2 separate regions of the Drosophila melanogaster genome follow, and region 2 is linked to region 1. Evidence: chromatin contacts called from public Hi-C data. All regions are on one chromosome and are shown on one strand. The core of a region is the stretch at or near the end of the contact, and the rest is flanking DNA. Distances in the headings are between cores, read along the strand shown.

Region 1 (7,048 bases), core at 1,089-3,588:
GTGCGTGTGTGTTGGTGTTGATGTTGGTGTGTGTGTTGGTGTGTTCTCGTGGAAAATGTGTGAAAAGTGTGCGGAAAGGAGATGGGCAATTCAGGCGAAAATTGTGCGGGGGCGTGGCTGTTAGGTTGGAAAACTGAGCGCATTAGATGATACGAAATGTATGAGAATGCTTAAGTTGCAATAATATCAATAATCCGAATATTATACTATCGCAAATCATGTAAAAGATATATAATTTGTCAAAATATATACATTTCCAACTGGTACGTATTAGATTAACCTGATATTAAATTTCCATTACCGAATTCTCCGGAGCTTTAATCTCATGCAATGAAGCTCCAGTGGCTATCGTATTTTAATGGATGCTCGTGCCAACTGGAGTTTGCTAATTTCACTGAAAATTATGCGCTTAATTAGCGATACACACACACTCACACACACACAAATACACACACACACACAGAGGCACCGAAATCGTGGCTCGAGTGAAGTGTGTGTGAGATTTCACACTTTGCTGACAGGACGGCTGCTGCTCACAAAGCGCTTCTGCCACGCCCCCCCTGTTCTATTGCTCCCTCATTCTTTAGCGTACACTGGGAGAAACGATTAGTTTGTTTGCTATGAAAATCACAGGGTTCCCTGTGGAATTTTTAGATCTTTAGTTGCATGCTCCACAAATAATATTTCTTATTTTCGATTAAATTATAAGTAAATAGCGTAGAATTCTATTTACGAACGAAAGAATCGTAAAAATTTCAGTATTTAACCAGCTTAAAAGTGCTTAATCTTCAAACTTCTGCGCTCAATATTCCATTGCTGTTACATTTTTTTTTCGAGTGCACGAGTGTTATTAATAAGCTCGGACCCCCGTCACCTCCCCTCGGCCGGCGTACTCCTTCTTTGTCCTGTGCTTAATCGTGTCGCATCATTGTTTTAACTCCGATGAGGACGCAACTCGATTGCCAACCCCTTTGAGCTTATTAGTTGCGCCTACGGGTGGGCAAAAGGACGCAGGACGTGAGATTCGGGGCACGGAGTGCGGAGTGCGAAGTTCGGAGCTTGGTATGCAGGAGACAGATGCGGTTGCCACTTGGCTGCACCCGTACAGCAGATGCAACAGAGTGTTCCACGCCGGCATACACAGCTCCTTGCTCCCCGCACTTCCCCGCAATTAGCCAACTAAGTTGGCCGCTGTTCCCCATTTGAGTTTGAATTTGAATATGAATTTGATGTAACCGACTGGCAAATTGCAAGTGGAATACGTTTGCTGCTAGATAATCGCTTGCAGCAAAGGGAATTCAGTTGAATTTGGTCAACTGAAAACCCATTGAAGATTGAAGTAGAACTTAGTGAAACATATAGAAACATATACGACGAATCCTCTTGGAATATATATTGAATAAGACCACTTTTGCCACTAATTCTCATACATTGAGCCCATTGAAGTGAACGGATATGCTAGCTATAGTAATTGGCCAGTCAATCGGTGGAATGCCACTCACCTGCAAACTGAGCGCCGAAGTGCTGCTGGAAGTGGCCCCGAAACTCGTGGGGCGTGCTGAATCCGGGCGGCAGGAATCCCCGGAGATAGGCGGCCGCCGCCAAGGTGGTCATGTGGTGGTGATGGGCTGCAGCCGCGTTGCCCGGATCCGCTGCAGCGGCATAGCCGGCGGCGGCATAGAAGTTGGCCGGATTGAAGACGGGCAATTGGCAGTGGGCGGCAGCCGCTGCCGCCGCCGCTGCAGCGGCCGAGAGTCTGGAGACATCCGGCGATATGGATCGGGATTCGCGGAGGCTATCAATCGCCTGCTGTTGTTGCTGCTGCAGCTGTTGCTGTTGTTGCTGCTGCTGCTGTTGCTGCTGCTGTTGCTGCTGTACGGCGGATAGCGAGCCATTAGCGGGCGTATTCGCTGTGGGCGGCGGCGTGGCGGCCGGCGAGGGTGGCGCCTCGGAGGGCGTGGCACTGGCAGTGGCCTGCTGCTGATAGGCGCCCAGTCCCAGGATCTCCTGAATGGCAAACGGCGTACGCATCTTGGTGGCCTGCATTTTTGCCGACGGTACTTCGATTATTGGTGGTACACTGTATGCGAAACCCCTTTGTTGGGTTGTCAGTTTGCAGTTTGTTTTCGAAAAAACGATTGGAGTTCCCAAGTTTCTATTTATTGCACACTCTCATGGCAGCTGCGGCAAGCACACGCACACGTACACGTTACACAGGAAAAAAAGTTCACTCACGCACTTGTGTGGGTTGCAATTGTGGATTTGCTTTTATTGTTTTTATCTAATTGTGTATTTTTGAGCGCTGGAGCGTTCGGTGCGGCGTTCGAAAACGAACTGAAATTGAAAAGCGAATTGCACGCCAGCAAAAGCGTCGCTTTGAACGTCGCTGCCGGCGTCGACTGTGCTGCCGGCGTCGCTGCTCGCTCCCACACAGACAGGCGGTCGGGCACAAACAACTTGCAGCGCCATCTTTGCGAGCGTAAACGGGATGGCACGAGCGACAGCGCTGCAGTCGTCTCGCTCACGCGCCAGCGAACTTCCAATGCAGAGGGGTTATCGTCCAACCCTCTCGCTCACGCCCTTGCAATTCGTATGGTGCGCTCTCATTCTCGCCTGGAAGTCCTTCACACGTACACTGTACACACTGTGCGTGTGAGCGCTGCTGGTGTGCGTGTTAATTACACGGGATTTCATTTCACACCGAGTTTTTCGGCTCTTCGATTTCAGTTTGTTTTGCGACGCCAATGATGCTATATGTCCTTATCTATATAATTATATATGTATATATATATGTATCTATTTCTACATCTGTGTGAGTGTGAGCGAGTGCGATTGGAATTATCATTCTACGATTTTCTTGTTTTTTGTTTAGTTCATAAATAAACACGAATAAAGGCGAAGATTAGAATTATTGCCACAATTACACAAACAATTATATGGGATGATCACTACTAACACGTATAAAGATTTTCTACCAAATAGTTCCCGCCAAAATTATGGGGCTCACAAAATGTTAGTAAAGCTCAGAAACTGATAACTAGTTTTACTTTTTTATAGGATTAAATCTTTTTTATAGCATTATAGAATAGCTTATTAAAATGATCTCACATGGTGATGTAAATTTTGTTTCGTCGACTTGATTAAGTCGTTCTTGAACTACATCTAAATTGTAAATTTTTTTTTATTTGATTAAATTTGATTAAATTTAAAACTATTTTTGATATGCATGTAACACGTTAAGAATTCGGTTGGCCTGCAAATCGAATTGGAGTCTCTCCGAAAAGAGTCTTTGTTCTCTTAAACTTTTCACGCTTTTCCCGCTCTCGCTCTCCCATTCGATTTTCTCTCTGCATGTAAAGTTTTTCCTGGAAGTTTTAAGTCCCCTGCGCTTTTCCGCTTCCGCTTTCCACGTTTTTCCCCAAATTACGAGCATTGTTCAGGCCAAAGTTGGTCATGTTAATTAAGCTTCGCTCGCCACGTCTCTTTTCTTCTGGCCATACCCGTCTCTCTCTTATCGATTAGCTGCGACAGCCGCCTACTCTCTATCCCCATCCTCTGCCCGCCACTCTCGCGCCAGATTGCACTTGCAAACATTAATTAGTCGCATTGCATAACAATTGCATAATCAATATGCCATTTCAATTAACTGCTTGGTTAGCAATTAGTCAGCCCACAAGGCCAACCGATCGCCCAATCCACTTTTTCGCTGGTTTTTTGGTCCTGTCAGCCGGATATTTTAAGTAATTAGCACTCAGTAACTAAAACTACACAGTGAAAATCGTGTGGGTGTATGACTTAGAGTGGTTGTGTTAGTTGTTTTAAGCCATAGTTAGATTGAAATGTAATTGGTAATTAAATATTAAATGGTTACTTCATATGCGTACTCTTATATTACATATAATATTATAATAATGTTCATAGCCAAAAGTTGTGGAAATCTCGAGTCGGATTTAAATGTATATCATCGTAATTACGTATTTATTGGACTATTGATTTACCATATTCAATTCACCTTACATGTGTAAACCAATGTAAAATGAGTCTTTAATCATCCAACCATTTACCATCGCCATTAATAAAAACCCATTAAAACTGACAATTTTGATAGCATCTGAATGACATTTTTCGCTTTAATCTTCGCATTTGCCGTCTCAAGTGGCATTGTAAATAAAAAAATATAACAAAAAAAAAATATACATGAAACAAATCCAATTGAACGATGGAAAGTGCGTAATTAAGGGAAATACAAACATCAAGAATACGAATATGTTTTTATCATTTACAATATAAGTGACTTTCTTTCAAATGCACCACACAAATGTGTAAGTAAAGCCTTTAAACACCATTTTATTAGTTTACACGCGTAAACGTAATCCTGATGCGCAAACAATTGAATCCTTTGGGATGAAAGGGTCCAACATTATTTGTTTGGAGCCCAACCAACACCCCCCCCCTCCCGTAATTGGTTCGCAGCCATCCTCACATGACTTGCCAGTGAAACAGAAGTGGTCAGGACACAAAAGTTCGATAAAAGGAGTTTCCGTTTCGCATTGTCCTCGAGGACCTCGAGCATTATTTCATATTTATAATGTAATCTGCACTTGAGCCTCAAAGAGACGGCGCATAAATCACGAATACAAATGGAGGCGGGCCTGGCGTCTATTCTGTGGATATATATATATATATATTTATATATACATATATTTTTCAGATTCCATATGCAGAACGTCCACTTCATGGGCTAAAAGCCTTTGTATGCGGCTCTTTATTTCACATTTTTTCAGCGCCGCCTTTTTTTGTTTGATGTTCGACGGCCACTCGAGATGCATTTGGAATAAGTCGTTTTCATATATATATATATTCCTATATTCGTTTGGTGTGGGCGCAGCAGTTGCTTGAGTCCCGGCTTTTTTTTTTTTTTTACCTATTGTTGAATGCAAATGGGAAACTCACATCGATTATTGGTTGTTGATTGATCCTTTGATCCGGCGATCTTGAGACAACAACAGCGACAGCAACCAAACTCCGACACCCCAGACACGCTACTCATTAGGCTAAAAGCCTCGAATGGCTCAACTAATTAGGCGAAGAGGTGAAAGGAACATCTGCCAACGATTGCATCGCTTTTGGCTTTTTGTTTTTGCTCACTTTGCCCGGAGTCCCCGGGGAATTGGATTGAATCGGACTGAACTGAATTGGATTGGATTGGATTGGAACTGGAACTGGAACTGGAACTGAAATCGTTCGGCATTATCCGTATACGACCGCATATATTAGCCACCGGTTTTCGCCATTGTTGTTGCTTAACCAGAAATAACCTTGGCTGCCATTTGACTAATGACAAAACCACAATCACTCCGCGGGAATTGCGTTGAAAGGGCTTGGGGCATCGGTTGCGATCTGGAAAATGATGTCCTTGAACAGCGATGTACCCCGTTGTGTTATATGCGTCTTACATTGCTTACACTTAGGTTTTTTAGGCTCATAATCAAACCAATTTATAGCTTTTGATATCATTTAACTGTAGTATCAGTTTTTATGTAGACAATTGATATTTTAGCTCTTATGTATGTTAAGTTTTAACGTGCTAAATTGATTTGAACTTTTCCTATGGAAAGAAAAGTATCGCCTCTGTAAACCTGATTATCCTTAAAAATATGTAAACCCAAAATGACTCATTCATTTATTGGCAAAAAGCAGCAGCTAATCAGCGGAAGGGGTTTGCAACATTTGAGATGAACTCTCAAAATACAGACTGTACCCAAACCGACACTTGTGCATCCTTGCGCCACATTATCCTGGCCATTGTTCTGCCGTTCCTTTGCGTTATCCTGGCTGACTGGTTGACTGGCTGACACGCTCCCAAATGGCGACGTCGCTTTGAGCCACTTGGAAATCGTTAATTTCATAATTACATGTTTCATGCACACGCTACGAACTCCGAACTCCAAAATGGGGAAGTCCGGGTTGTACTACAATATATGTATATTCAGATATATATATATATACGCTTATTTACATATGGGATGTGTGTATGTGTCGCTGCGGACGTTTTGTGGATGTGTGAGTGGCACATAAGTGGCAGCCAGCCAGAAAGCCAACACCATTTTGGCCATAATTTAGTTTTGCCCGTCCATTAGCAGTTCAGGCCACACGAACTTGTTGGCGGAGCGGGGGGCGGGGCCTTTGTTGCAATGCCACTCAGCGGGAAATCAGCACCAGGATTCGCATGGAGGGCGGTGGACTGGTGGCCAGGGAGCGCCTCGATGCGGACGAAGTGGCCTCGAAGGAGCGGTCACAACAAGCCAGCTACACACCGCGAAAATGATCTAGTTGTGTTTTTAATCTTCAGACTTTATTCTAAGATAATAACTGATGCATTTCTATCTGTATTACTGATAATTATAGCTGGAATTTAGATGGATTTAGATTCAGTTCAGTAATTAAATCTTTAGTATACGTTTTTCTCTCAGTGCTGCAAGTGAGAAGTAGTGGGAGAGAGAGGGAAGCAGTGGTAGAAAGAGGCAGAAACAGGGGCAGCGGCAACAGAAGAAGCAAAAGAAGGACGAGTGGATAATTATTAATAATTATCGCATTGACGTGTTTTCGTTCTCAGTTTTTTTTTCCCCCCACTGCGAGGTTGTGTGCGTGTGCGTTTACGTGTGTTTGTGTGTATGAGGTACATATACATATGTAACAGTGGTGTAAGTGGTTTACATAATTGGTCAACTTCTGCTCCATTCCTTTCGAAAAATAAGCCCCTTCCACGCGGCCACTTGGGTTCTTCCTCTTGCATTTTTAGATTTCTTTGACTCGAAGGGTTGGTACCAAAAAAAAAAAAGAAGTGGGAAAAGGGTTAAGAAAAAGGAGCAGGGGGTTAAGCAGAAATGTATTCTTTTCTAACGCAAAATATGCTTGTAAATCTAATTAATTTATTTCTAAATTGTTCGAGATGAAGAATAACTTAATACAAAATTTTTTGTATTTCAACTTGCTTTCTTCTTGGAACATAAGCATTTTCCCCATGCCCCTGGCCTAATCAGCTGTC
Region 2 (7,275 bases), core at 3,247-5,746, 3.2 Mb before region 1:
CACAAAGAGCACAGAGAAAAACTTGAAACTTGTCTGACATTACGTGAAGTTGACAACATGTCAAAAAACGAGAAAAGATATCCCCCCGAAAGGAGGGGCCGTGACAGCCAATGGGGGGAGTGAAAAACTACAAGAACTTGGCAAAAACCAAGTGACAACATTCATGTTGCCAACGCAAACAAACAGCAAGTGCAAAAAAAAGCAAAAAAAAAAAAGAGGAAAAATAATAGAAAAAAGGGCGGAGAAGCGGGTGAAATATAGGGGAGGATATCTAGGTACCAACTACATTGCCCTTTGCTAAATCAGAAGCCCCATAATATTTGAATAAAATACGAGGGAAAAAATGCAAACAAATAAATCCAAATAAAATGCAGGCCAAGATAAAACCAAGCATGGTGGATAGAATATTCCCCCAAGTCAGTACCCAATATGCAAGAGGTGCAAGCGAGACAGAAGACGAGACACCCACACACACAGGGGGTGGTGGTGAAACCCCTTTTGAAAAACAAATAAGAAAGAAAATTCGAAACTTTCTTCGAAAATGCAATGGGGGAATCTTGTTTTCTTTATAACATCAGGTAAGGGGATAAAGCTTGTGATTTTTGTATCAATAAGGAAGTGTGGTATAATATCTCATATTGGAAAACAATCACTTATAAACTATATTTTTCACAATAATTTGTTAAATATTTTTTGATTTTTTTTGCAATTTGCACATACCCCACCGCTGAGAAGAGTTATTTTTCCGCAACAAACAAGCCAAAGTGACAACGAACAGCAGATTTTGACTTGCATTTTTTGTCAGTGTTGCAAACAGTGTTGCAAACACACACACACACACATACTGGCATAAATGTGCACTAGGGCGTGGCACCCAACGACCGCCCACTTGGAACGGCGATTTACTTTAGCACAGCGTTCGCCTTTGGGTTTGATTTTAGGTTTACTACATTCCATATCTTTTTTTTTTTTGTTTTTGCCATGCGATTTTCTTTGTTCTAGTCGGTGATTTGCGGAAAATGTGGGAGTGGGTGGCTTTTCGATGGTTTTCGAACGCTTGTGCATATCAATCGCAATGCGATCGACCTTTTTCTCTGTCAGTATTTTTTAGGAGACACACTCTAAAAAATATAACATAACATTACATGTACTCCCGTATTTTAATACTTAACCTTAATTTATTGCTGGTTTTTGGCTTTTTTTCCATATTTTTTAGAGAGCATCACTATGCTCATTCTTTTTTTTTGATTCGCCCCTCGTTTTCTCCTCATGCCGCTCCCCTCCTTGTAAATCCTCTTTCTTTTCGTGACATGGCGACGTCCGTTTGCTGTTTGTTCAGTTCGTGACTGGTCGCATTTAGGGGGCGGAATGGGAGGGGCAAGTGGGCGTGGCGGGGCAACCACTTGACTCCCAAAACTTGGGAGCCGCGTTCTTCGTTGTTGTCAGAATCCAAATCATTTTTCGCAATAAATAAATAGTAATTTAAGGTTAGGAGGAATCAAAATTATCATAAAGCTTAGAATGCACAGATATCGAAGATATATTCAAAAACAAAGTATTTAACAATATTTTCACAAATTTTGTAAAATTTGTAATTTTTTTTTTTTTTTTCAGCCACTATTCTCTTGACCGCAGCTGTACACCCCGGCCCCCAAAAATATCGCCTGCCAAAAGTTTATGGCGCGTCGCGAAGTTCGTCGCGCTTTTCTTGCCTTTCATGATTTTCTTGCTTTTATTGTTGATTTTGTTGTGGCCATCGACCTGCCACCCCCACTGCCGCCCCATTTAGGTGGGCGGTGCTGTTTCTGCAGTGTGGGCGTGGCAGTTAGCTGCGGCTTATCACGGCCTGTCCAACATTTTCTTACCGCTACTTGTTTGTTTTCGGTCGAGTAGTCGTTTTTTTTTTGCAATCCCCTCACCAAAAGTCCGAATATTTTGGTACCTGGCCAGATTTAAAATATTTATTTTTCCTTTAAAACCGACATCTAAAGTAATATCTAAAGTAATAGTGACTGTGGCTTGGATTTGAACAATTATTCGTTAAATGGGGTTCATTTGATTTCAGAAAGAGTATTCAAGAACATTGTTTTAAAACTGTTGTGCTCCTGCTTGTTTTTCGTTGCTACTGCGATTTTTTGATAACTGACATTTGTTGGCAAAGGTGGAAGGAAGGAGGTGGGTTAAGTGGAGATGAGGACAGGACGCCAAGTGAAGCTAGAGGGGATGCAAAAAGGAAGCAGAGGAACCTGAGCAGTTACAGAAGCCAAAGGTAAAGGTAATGTTAAGGCAAAGCCAAAGGTAACGAGCGCGGCTGAATGAGATGACAGATTAGGGATCACAATGTGCTGTGGGTGGATCCCCAGCTTGGCTCTTATCCTCTATTCCTTATACCCAAGACATTCTCCTTTTCCTTGTGTTCTTTTGGGGTCTTGAATGTAAATAACTTGTTGCTTGCCAAAAAGTGTATTATAAATATCTTATTCCTCGAGAGTAGTTATGTAAGTGTTTTTGCTTCAATATCCTTTTTATTCCATTCCTATTATGTCCTCATCCCTTTTGCTCTTACTAAATTTGGGGCAAAGCAGTTTTCAAGGCCGTCAAAGATCAACTGATTTCGATAACTTTTCGATAGCGCAGAACAAGTGAAAAGTGACACGCACACGCAAAAACAAAAAGCAAGCACTTCACAGCTTAACACCCTAATGTGCAATATTTTTGACTACCCCACATCCACGCACACAGCAAACGGCGCTCTTTAACCCACCACAGCCCCCTTATTTTGTGTCGAACATCTTCTTCTTCCTATCGAAGTGTGAGTGAGAGGGAAGACCGTAAGGAGTGAATGAGAGCGGGAGCCTCCTCCCCGACCTTTATAATGCGTTCTCTTTTACTCTCACTTATTTTATGCATTTTTTTTATTTTATCCAGTTTTGTCTTTTCTTGTTGTTTGTTTAGATCTTTGGCATTTTTGCAATTTGAATCCTATATTATTTCTTATGGTTTTTATTGGTTTTTGTATTGGTTTATTTTTACGATAAGTGTCTTGCTATAGATTTATCTAAATCGAAAGCTTATTAAAATTGCATTTGTTAAAGAAAAAGAAAAAGATATAATATTTTGCACAATTTTAAATGTTTTTTTCTACTAATTTTTTGTTACTTGCAATTTATCTAACACTTTTTCTTTGCTTTTTTTTCTTCGCCTCCGTTTTTTTTTCTTGCTGTCTCCAGTGCGTTAAAACGCCAAAGGGGCGTCCCTCTCCAGCTAACGCCCCCACCACCCCCCGCCACTAGTGCTCTCCCTTTCGCACTGCTAACGACAAGTGACAAACACAAGTTGCAGAAGAGGCAGCCGAACAAAAACAACAACTAAAAATAAAAAAGAAGGAAAGAAAAAAGTTTTTGCGACCAACAGTTGACAGTCGAAAAGCATTTGACATTTTACCTTGGCACGCACACAAGCACCGCCAAGTGCGAAAGGGACAAAACGCGGGCAAATGTCACTTTGAAAAATGCCATTGGCCCGGCCAGCGAGTGTGAGCGAGAGGGCGCGACGGCCGGAGAGCGTGAGAGCGAGAGAGCGCCATTTTGCGCATCTCTCAATGAAGCAACAATAAAAAAACCAGTTGCTTAGCAACGCCCCCTCTAACCGCAAAAAAGAGAGCTGGAGAGCAGGAGAGCCAGTGTTGCAACAACAATGGGCAAAATGGAAGGGCAACAACAGCAACAAAAACCAAAAATATCCTTACAGGAACAACGCCAGCACCAATCTTGAGAAAAGGATCAAAAGCCCAAGATCAACAGAAGAATGTGTGTAGAATTTAAAAAAAAAGTGAATTTTTGGATTTTTAAAATCTTATGAATCTAACAAGCATCTAGTAAGGCTAACTAAATATTTAGTTATCATGCTAAATATATCAAAATTTTCAAAGAACTTATATTGTGTATTATCGAACAATCACCTAAATTAAATCCTAAAAAAGGAAAAAAAATTAAGATTTCTTGATATTTTTTTCCAATTGTTATGAAATTGTATATCCTTTTCCAAAATATTTTTAATAATAATCTAGATATGCATACCAAATATTCTAGTCATATTTTTTCCATTTTTTTAGAAAACGTTTTGAAAAACAATTTTTTTATTTAAGAATAATATGATTTCTTCATGCCCAACACGAGAGAGCCAGGAGAAGCGACGGAAGCGAGAGCGAGAGAGCCTGCGACTCCATTGCAGCGCCGCCAGCAGCGCAGTCGGCGTCGCAGCAGCCCCAGCTCAACATTCGCTGCATCTCGCTCTGGCGCAGGCGAAATATGCGAGCACTGCTTGCCGCATTCGGTAGCACGAGTGCGAGCGATGCGCCTGCTAGCATCTCGCTCGCACCCAGGCGCGCCATTCGTCGCCGCTTCGGCTCGCCGTTCGTGTGTGTGCGTGTGCGCTCGGCTGGCAGCTATCGGTAATCGGGCCGTCCGCTTTGCCGTCGCGTTTGCCGTTTTCCGTTTTCAGTTTTTGTTTGACGTTCGCGTGAAGCGCCCGCAAAACGCAAAGCGCACGAGGCAACGCTCGAAAAAGGAGCCAACGCAGCCGTTTACCGTTAGTCAGCTGTTTACCGTTCCGCCGCGAGATCGAAAACCGAGAATTTTTGCCGTTGTTCAAATTTTTTTGCAAGTGAGAATCTTGAACAACAAGAAGAATATACAACACATAAATACAACAAAACCAAGGAATCGCCGAAAAGCCGATAGTGCAAAGTGTTTAAAAAGAAAAGAATCAATTTCATATACAACAACTAAAGAAATACTGGAATATAAGGCATAATAGAAGCGGAGGAAGTTTCTTCAACTCAAAGAGGAGCGGAATTTCGCGCTTTGTTTTTGTTTTGCCAAATTTGCCGCCGGCACACACGTGCTATCCCCCTCTTGCTCGCACCTTGCCACCCAGTCTTTATGTGCGTTAACCGTTAAGTGTGCAGTTGGGGCCCGCTCCTATCTTTCTCTCCCTCTCTCTCTCGCTTCCGCACCCGCACACACACACATATATCCACACCCACGCGCGCCTCGTTCACATACGCACACACACGCGGGACTTAACCCATTGACGGCCCCCCCAAAAAAGCAGTCACTCTTAACCCCCCCGAAAAAAAGAAAAACTCCATCCCCCCGGCATCAAGATATTCGACAACAAAATTCTCACCGAGGCCTCAAAAGCGCCCCTGAGGGCCGTCGCACTGGCGTCATATCTGGGCGACGGGTTCGCCGCCCTCGGTAGCCGCGCCCCCCCGCCCAAGGACCATCTGATGGCGTTCGGGGCGGTACTACACACCAGCCAGCACAATATCGGTAAGTGATCGTTTTGGGGAATTTAGGCATTAAGCGGTTAAGGGTCCAGGAAAACATAGAAAATCTGGGGGGTTTGCAGTGAGAATCCCAAACAGGCAAGTTCTTAAGGTTAGTCACATATAGGATACTGCAATCGAAATCATTTCATCCAAGAATCAGCACTAAATCTTTGAGTTGTGCTTGTAGTTCTATAGAATAATATCATTGGGAAGTCAAGGATGAAACATTTTACAGATCGAAAATAGAAGTTGTTTACATCTAATCTAGATTAAGTAATATTCATGATGTCCTCTATCGAAATAGAATGAAAACACCTGTTTGTAGGCTTCGTATAATATTTAAATTGTTTATAAAATCTGTAGACGAGTGATCAATGACACCAATGACACATTTCAAAAATACTTTTAAAAGATGGCAAAGAAGTGAATTTTCGAAAAATGTACTGACAAAAAAGTGGAATCTATTAAAAATGGCTTGATCGCTATGCCGACGGGATGTGGTCTTAGATTTTCAACTGGTGGTAGAAAGACATAAGAAAAGTAGGGTCGAGTGCGGTCGAAAGTCCTTAAAAGGAAGTCAACCCCTTGAAGGATCGGCGAAATGCGATCCCTAGGATGGTGGGTTAATACAATACCGCTTGCCCGCAATGGGTTAAGATGGCCAAGGAGTTTTTAATGGCGACGGCTGGGCAGCAGCAAAGTTTTTGCACTTTTGAACTTGCTTCCCGTTTTTAGGGGACCGCCGGCGAGGAGGAGAGGGGCGTCTAATGCCCCGTCGTCCATCTGCCGTCTCTTTTTCGCATTACCATTTTGTATGCTTTTGAAGTTCTTGTTCATCTGTTTTTGTTTCGGTTTTGTTTTTCCTCCTCTTGTTTTCCCGTTCGTTTTTGGACTGAAAAACTTTTGCGCAGTTGTCAAAGTTTTTCAGCTTCTTCTTCTGCCGTTCTTCCTCTACCCCATCTCATTTTTTTTGGCTTTTGTTTTATTTCATTTGCTCTCTGTCAAATTTTCACTTTTGCTGACTGTTTAATGTCAGGAACAAAAAAAAAAAAAAAAAAAAAAAATAGTAAAAAGGGAGCAAAAAGTTCAGAAATGAAGGCTCCCCTCTAGTTTTGTATTTTGTGATTAGTTGGTGAGGAATATTTCGTTTATATGTATGTATGTAGCTCCCCATCAATTTGAATAACTATAAAAAACATTTATAAACTACAAAATTAAGGATCTGCAGAGATTTAGAGACCGAACACTCTTTTCGAGTATATTTTGGATTCTTATCAAAAGAAATGAAATGAGAAATGATTTAAGTACATATTAGTAAAAATGTAGTAAGGTATTTTATACCACAAAAAATTTTTCAAAAATATTCTAAAATCCTCAATAGCTTCGTTTTCGAACCAGTGAGGTTCGATGGAAATTGCAACTGCAAATTCTCCATTTAACTTGTTGACATTGGACATACAGCGGCCGACACCTTACTTCCCCCATAAATTGGCTAGAGAACTGTTGGGGTTTTTGGGCTTGGGGCCTGCAGCTCCGGGGGCGGTTCAAGTCAAAAGCTGTCGACATTTGACTGGAAAATGGATGTTCAGGAAGCCGTAGACCCGCACAGTGGGCCACCTTACGACGGCGGACTGATGCCAAGTGGAGTCGTAAAGCTGCCAAGCTTTCTTCTTCCTGCTTCTACTGTTTCTCGGTTGGATTTTTTTGTTTTTGTTTTATTTCTCGCTCATAGACATACCCATTAGCTAATGACTAAGTGTTGGCAGTTATGAACTTAACTTGCATTTAGTTGGGGAAAACTACAAAGTAAAGTACCACTGAATATAACTCGGCTTAATGAAGATAACTTTTCCGCGCAGTAGCTGTATCTTTTTTCGAAAGTTCGTAAAGTAATTTGGAATCAGGAAAGATATCCAATTTTTTATGGTATAGTTAAGGTT

What was found. Hi-C and Micro-C count contacts between places; a contact is called where the count stands out from the background.
Region 2: a Hi-C map of the Kc167 cell line shows a contact between it and region 1, with 2.1 times the contacts expected there. The contact joins the promoter of Lim1 here to the promoter of Vsx1 in region 1. A contact is called at or near these places in 5 of 107 Hi-C or Micro-C datasets (the Kc167 cell line, embryo, eye imaginal disc and 2 more).

The regions. Positions count from the first base shown.
Region 1 is chrX:5,589,545-5,596,592 of dm6, reverse strand. Vsx1 (Visual system homeobox 1) reads right to left here and starts at 2,338. Exons shown (of 3, transcript NM_001297969.1): 1 at 1,503-2,338. The coding sequence starts at 2,046.
Region 2 is chrX:8,803,025-8,810,299 of dm6, reverse strand. Lim1 (LIM homeobox 1) reads left to right here and starts at 4,496. Exons shown (of 7, transcript NM_132277.3): 1 at 4,496-5,336. The coding sequence starts at 5,294.